Regions from separate parts of the Rattus norvegicus genome. Here region 2 is linked to region 1. A link is a contact called in public Hi-C data. All regions are on one chromosome and are shown on one strand. Each heading gives the region's core, a stretch centred on a gene start, on an enhancer-like site or on the middle of the called end of the contact. The rest is flanking DNA. Distances are from core to core; before and after follow the strand shown. Region 1 overlaps Clasp1 (cytoplasmic linker associated protein 1). Region 2 has its middle 140 kb from the start of Tfcp2l1.

The links. A called contact is a pair of places that touch in the nucleus more often than the background predicts.
Region 2: a contact with region 1 is called in a Hi-C map of the A7r5 cell line, with 9 times the contacts expected there. The contact joins two enhancer-like sites. A contact is called at or near these places in 9 of 12 Hi-C or Micro-C datasets (the A7r5 cell line, Schwann cells, frontal cortex and 4 more).

The regions. Positions count from the first base shown.
Region 1 is chr13:32,234,263-32,237,848 of GRCr8, reverse strand. It overlaps Clasp1 (cytoplasmic linker associated protein 1), which reads right to left. Exons shown (of 43, transcript NM_001427589.1): 37 at 53-203. Among named protein-coding and RNA genes, the nearest start is that of Tfcp2l1, 51 kb to the left of the region's middle. Within about 2 kb of position 1,653, at least 3 of the 93 cell types and tissues checked have an H3K27ac peak or open chromatin away from gene starts, as enhancers often do.
Region 2 is chr13:32,420,562-32,424,147 of GRCr8, reverse strand. No RefSeq gene overlaps it. Among named protein-coding and RNA genes, the nearest start is that of Tfcp2l1, 140 kb to the right of the region's middle. Within about 2 kb of position 1,752, at least 3 of the 93 cell types and tissues checked have an H3K27ac peak or open chromatin away from gene starts, as enhancers often do.

The DNA of each region.
Region 1 (3,586 bases), core at 404-2,903:
AGTTGCTGCCACTTAACTGCCAGGGAGTCATGCCCTGGCCCAGGATACTCACGATATCACAATCCTTCTTGCCATCTCGCTTGATTGGCTCATTTAGATCCTCCTGGCTTCGGAAGCTGAACTTCTCGATGGCTTCTGTAACTCCACGCAAAGAGCTGTAGATTTCCTCAGAGTTCAGGTTCTCCGTGTCATAGTCCAGCATGCTATAATTAAAAATGTATTTTCTGAGAAACTGAGGTATGTGCATAAAACCAAGACACAGGCCTAGCTGGTTCATAATTTAGAGTAAGGTTTTCAGTTAGTTGGAACACAAGGGGGCAGCTCTTGTCAGGGCCTGCCACTGGCCATCTTGCATGTCACAGCCAGTCCCAGACACATCGCACCAGCACCCAGGAAGCAGTGAGAACAAAAGCACAAGGATGAGAGAACGCAGGAGTGACGGAGGTGACCGAATGTACACGGGGATGACGGTGGAAGGTGACTTTCTTATCTTGAAGATGAAAAAAAGCTAGTTTACTTGTTACTGGTCTCAAATGTACAAACTCTAGAGGAACAGGCACATGGCAATAAGCTAGAATTACAGACACTTCTGAGAAGCAAAGCAAACCACTTCACAAGACCCAGCTAGGCACACCAGAATCCAATGCAGAGAAACAATCAAGCCCTATGTCAAAAAACAACAGCTTGGGATTCAAAGTCAGACCTACCCTCACTGGGCCCCTGGGGCTCCAAACCCCATGTGGCCTAACCCAGGAGCTTGATGGGAATACCAGATTCTTTTGTTAAGGCAGATCTTAAAGAGAGCCACCCTCTTGAATGAACATCGAAAAACACTTCTAGAAACAATAGCTGTCCCCTTTGGAAAAGTGATGCCAACTGCTATCCTTTGAGACACTAACAGTAATACACCACAAAGCAGAAATGCTTTAAAAAAAAAAAAAAAGACAGTGTGGTGTCCTGCAGTTATGTCAACAAATGTTCTTTAGATGTATGAAAAGGGCACTCAACAGAGAGTGTCATGAGAAAAAACACCACACATCTTTCCTGAGACATTAAAAAAAAAAAAAAAAAAAGCACAGGATGCATAGACAAGGACGACTGCAAAGCATGGTGGGACAATCAACTAGGGACAGTTTGAAGACAGAACAGCTTAGTTTAAACACCACTTGTTTTGAGAAAGCATTTGGAGTAGTTTACGTGAGACTGTCTCCTACAGGACAGGCTCTGGCATTTCAATACTTGGTCCCTATTTGGAGGCACTGTTTGGGGTGTGGGTATTAGGAGGAAGTATGTCACTGGGTGTGGGCTTTGACAATAAGAAGCTTTGCCTGCTCTCTAGTATGCTCTCTGAATCACCCTTGCTTTGGAAGATGTGAGCTCTCGGCTTTCTCTTCCTGGTTCCATGACTGCTCCTTTTATGCTTCACACCATGATGGACTCTTACCCTCAGGAACTGTAAACCTAAATAAACCTTCTAGATGCTCTCTTGGTCATGGTGTGCCATCATAGCACAGAAGAATATTAACACATAAGTAGGTACCAGAGACTGGGCTACTGCTCTGAACAACCTGGCCACGCTAGTGTGTGGAAGACTTTGGAACGCTGAGCTAGAGAAATGATTTATTGCTCTCCAGAGCCATCCTGTAGGATCCCAGAAGACAGCAGGTGTGGAGAGCAATGTAGACTGCATTGGCCCAGCTCAAGAGGTGTCAGAGGGAAACAGTATTAGGACTTGGCTTGTTGCTGTGATATTTTGGGAAAGAATCTGATTGCTCTAATCCTAAGAACCTGCTTGAGGCTAAATTTAAAAGTAATGGACTAATTTCTTTGGTTCAGGAAATTTCAAGACAAGGTAAAACATTGAATCTGTAGCATGGCTGTTACTGAAACAGTCTTCAAGGAAACACAAATGGGTTAGAGAGAAATAGAAAGTACAATATGGAGAGAAAGGCGGGCTGAGAAGCTCCATGTTGTAGGCAAGACCTGTGCTAAGACAGAGGCTATTCACCAGACTCTCAGATTCACAGCAACAAAGGGAAGTGTGCCCTAGGGCAAGACCACCCAGCTAAGCTTTCACTGCACTGCTGTGCTGGCCTAGGTAGGGCTGTCCATGTGGTACTGGCTTTAGAGGCATGAAAGATGCAAGAGGGGAAGATCCTTCCTCAAGTTTCAGAGCCACTCAAGACAGACAGTGTGTGGTGGGGACGCCCGGAGACAGCAAGCGGCTACGAGAGGCTATTTCGTAGAGCTGTGAGAGTAAAGGCTGTCCACAGTGGAGACTTCAAGACATTGGAGATACCAGAGCCATGAAATACTGCCAAGGAAAGCTGTACACAGGAAGGAGAACCAGCCCAAGGAAGGGACAGACGCCACGGGCAGCACAGCTGGAAGGGCAGAGTACGCTGACCCCTTTGAAATGAAAGCCCCATACAATGGACCTGGAGGATTCAGCATTTACTGTGCCAGATTTCAGTCTTATGTTTGCCCAGTATTTCCCAATTATACTCCATCCCTTCCTTCTAAAATGGTAATGTCTCTTCTGTGCCATTATATGTTGGAAATACATAAGTTGCCCTTTGGTTTTACAGGGAGTTACAGTTAAGAGATTGATTGCCTAGAGTCTCACAAGAGACTAGGCTTTAGATTGAGAAGACTATGGGAGCTTTGAAATTGGGTAAAACACATTTTGTATCATCATATGGCTATAAGTCTATGGGGGGGGGGTCAGGGAGTGGAATTTAGTAGTTTGAATGAGAATGTCCCACACAGGCTCTGATATTTGACCATTTGGTCCCCGAACTGGTGGCACTGTTTGGTGGGTTCAGGAGGGGTGCCCTTGTTGAAGGACATCTCTTGGGGTAGGCTTTGAGTGTTTATGGTCTCAGCCTAGTTTGTCCACTCTGCTTTATGTTCACAATTGAAGCTCAGCTCTCCACTGTCATGCCTGCCACTTGCTGCTATGCCTCTCTGCCATGATCCCTCTGGAGCCAACCATAAGCCCAAATTAAGTCTTCCTTAAGTTCCTTGGTCATGATATTTTTATCACAGCAATAGAAAAGTTATTAATACAGTATTCAAGGAAAGACAAGATGCTGTAGGCTAACTCACTTATAGAAAGTCCTGAGCTAGCCAAGGAGTTCGGTACACTCCAACAATCCTTGGCTGTACAGAACCAAGCAACAGCATTATTAGTTCTTTAATGTAACAAGGTGTCCACTGGTCAGATCCCTTCCTAATGGCAACACTGCCAAGCCATGCATTGCACAAGAAGCAAATTTCCTCTAAGTTAAAAACAACCAGAATTTACTAAGTTGCTCCCTTGGAGACTGCCATGGGACTAGTCGTATCTCTGCCCACTGGAGGATGCAATGATCCAAGTACTCTTTAATGCTGGCGACAGCAACAGCCCTGAGCTCACTCTCACAGACGGAAGCTAATGCACCCAGCACTGCAAAACTGGTCCAGACAGAATCTATCTTTCCTGGTAAATGGAAGAAAGCACCTATCAGCTGTATTAGGAGAGTTCCGACAACACACACCAACTCAAAGCCTGGCCTTGGCACCTAACAAAAGGAAACACGATCCC
Region 2 (3,586 bases), core at 503-3,002, 190 kb before region 1:
TAAAATAAAATAGACATTTTTGGCCATAGCTACCTGATTAGGCAAGGTGGCATCTGCCTTCAATCTCAGCACCTGAGAGGCAGAGACAGGGGAATCTCTGTAAGTGGATGCTAGCCTGAGCTACACATTGAGTCCAAGACCAACCACAGCTATATAATCTCCCAGAAGAAAGGAAGAAAATGGAGGGAAGGAGATAGAGAGAAAGACAAAGAGACAGAGGCAGAGAGACAGAAACAGACAGACAGAGAGACAGAGGCCACCTGGATATATATGACAGAGGGAAGCCAATGGGAGCCAAACGTAGGGAAACCCAAAGCCCAGTGGCAGATGACCCCTGAAGCCATAGGTCACTCTGGGAGCATCTGGAGCCTAAGGAACCTATAGTCACTGGCTTTAAGTCCCACAGAAGACAGAAGTAGGAATCAGTGAAGATAGTTGAGAAAGCTTGCTGTGGGTGGTGGTTTGAATGAGAAATGTCTCCCATAGCTCTACATGTTTGAATACCTGGGCATCAGCTGCTGGAGCTGTTGGGAAGGTTGCAGAACCTTTAGGAGGTGGTCACTGGGGCAGGGCCTGCCCCCTCACAGACTGCTGTCTGCTTGTGTTTGGGGTTGAAGATGTGGTGTCTCAGCTCCATACTCCAGCTGCTATCCCGCTGCTCGCCAAGATGCTTCCTATCACGATGGACTCTTCTCCCTCTGGAACCATTAACCCAAGCCTCTGTAACTGGACGTGGTCATGGTGTTTCTTCACAGCAACAGGAAGGTAACCGATACACTCTGAAAGCAGGAGGATCTAGGCTGACCTGACTGTTCACTTCGGTGACTGCATGAAAAGCTGGGTGTTGGGGTCCTGAGAGCAAGCTCAGTGGTTAAAAGCTGGCTGCTCTTGCAGATAATCCAGGTCAGTTCCCAGCACAGGGGTATCAGGCAACTTACAGCTCCAGTTCCAGGAGATCCAGTGCCCTCTCTGCTTCCACAGGAACATGTATGTATGTGGTGTACATATAAGTCCATGAAACCACACGCATGTGTGCGTGCACATACACATACACACATGTACATGCACACACACATGCACACACACATGCACAAACACACACATGCACATACACACATATGCACGCACACACATATGCACGCACACACACATGCCCATACCCATGCATATACACACATGCACACATGCATGCACACACACATGCATACACATGCACATGCACACATGCACATACACACATGCACATGCACACACACATATAGATGCGACTTTTACGTTGTTTCAAAGGCTTCATTTTTTAAGTCAGATGTGGTGGCATGCACATGTAATTCTCATATACTTGTCTGGGGTGACAGCCCACCTGTAATCTCACAGCTCGAAAGACAGAGATGAGAACCCCCAAGCAAGCTGGTGAGTTAGATGAACTGGCAAACTCTGGGATTGTGAAGGACCTTGCCTCATATGTAAAGTGAAGAACGATCAAAGAAAATATCCAACCTCAACCTCTGCTTGCTGCTGACACAGGCTGACTAGAACCTGCAAACACACGTACACCCACACACAAGCAAACATGCAAACACAGATGCACACACATCACCCACTCATAGAGAGGTGCATGAGAAATCTGCATCAGCCATCACACCGCCATGTGTGTTGTCTTAACAGATGAAGCAGCTGTGGAAGTTCCCACGGCTCTCCTTTAGTCCTCTTACATGTAGACTCTGTCTTGCCAGCAGAGGGTAGTATATGGCCAGAAATGAGGTAGGGTGCAAGGAGCATTCAGTTTGGAGAGATGAGTCTCCCAGGCTGAGCTGACTGCTCTCTTGGAAGAAAAGCACTTGGCTTTCTGCAGGAGTCCGATGCACAGTTGGATACTCTCCCCTTTGTTACTCTAGGAGGTGGCATTGGTGGGCACAGAGGCCATCCGGGTTTGTCCTGTCTGGCCTAGGGACAGGGTTGATCACAAAGTGAGACCTTGAAAGTAGATGTTTCCTGCTCTTCTCTGTGGTGTCAGAAAATCATCACTGGGAAAAGTAGGGCACCGTGCGGGGCAGATGACTTCCATGTGTTCGCCACCTGGAAACAGAGGATGCAAGTGTCATATTAATGAGGCCTGGGGGCGGGATGATGGACTCACTAGGGAGCCAGCTTAGGGCTGGGTGGTGCAAATCTGTAGCCCTCAGCCTTCAGATCTGTCACTAAGATTTTAATGTCGTCATTATTATTATTATTGTGTGCATCGGTGTGTGTGTGTGTGTGTGTGTGTGTGTGTGTGTGTGTGTGTGTGTGTGTGGTGTATAGTACGTGGGTGTATACCCGTGTACAGATCAGAGGACAACCTTGTGAAGCAGGTTCTCTCCGTTCACTTTTACTGGCTGAGCCATCTCTCTGGTGCTCTATCCAATAATATTTCTAAGTTTCCTATGAATTATACACAGGAATAGATTGCATTATGATGTTCTCATACAAATTCGGACTGAATTTTGATCACGTTCTCTTGTCCCCTCCCACGCCTGCTGGCCTCTTCTTCCCACCTAGTCTTCTTGTTTCATGCCATTTTGAGAGTGAACCAGCGAGTTTAATTAGGATTACTTACAGAAGCACGAGTGAGGGGTATTTACAGACAATGTCTGTCCTGTAGTAACTGCTAACTGCCTGTGGTTCCTCAGAAAGGGGTGAGGCCTTACAAGCCTTCTTCTGTTTTATGGTGATGGGCCCTGTCTTCAGGTTGTTAGTGCTGTGAGGAAGCACCATGACCAAAAGCAATTTGGAGAGGAAAGGATTTATTTTGCTCACACATCAGGGCAGGAACTGATGCAAAAGTCATGGAGGGGTGCTGCCCACTGATTTGCTCTCCAATGTTTGCTCAGTCTGCTTTTTTATAGAACCCAGAACCACCAGTTCAGGGTTGGCCCAAGAATGAGCTGGGCCCTCCCCCATCAGTTATCGAGGCTTCCTACACTGCCATCTTTGGAGGCATATTCTCAACTTAGGCTCCCTCAGCTCCGATGACTCCAGATTATGTCAAGTCTGTACAAAACTAGACAGGCCTGATCTTGGTAATTCTTGTGCAGGTAATCAGAGTTCACGTGAGTTCAAGGGCACAAAGCCTGTGTCACATTCATAAGACCACATTCCCCAGCATTTCACCCCTTCTCCACCTCTTACAGTCTTTCCTCCTCCTCTTCCACAATGTCCCTGAACCCTGGAGAACGTGATGCAGCTATAGATGGGCTTAGGGCTGAGCAGTCACGTATCCTGAGCATGTGGACCAGTTATGGATGTCAGCAGTAACCATTCAGTAGTCAACTCTCCCAAAGAACGCATCTTTTGCAGAGGTAGGCTCAGAGGGGTAAGCACCCTCTCTCTCCTGGGGTCCCCCACCCCGAGGGAGATTTCTCAGTGCTTCCTCACTGGGGTACTGTGGGCAGTCCCAGAGCCAGCTTGCTCCATATCGATACCCTCAGAAGCTCCTCATTCGCTGGCCTTCTTCTGACTTCAGCTAGCCAGACAGCCCTCGCACACAGAGTGAGCTACTCAAAGCGGCTGTTGCTATAGAGACACGCGGCACCCTTTAAGGACTGGA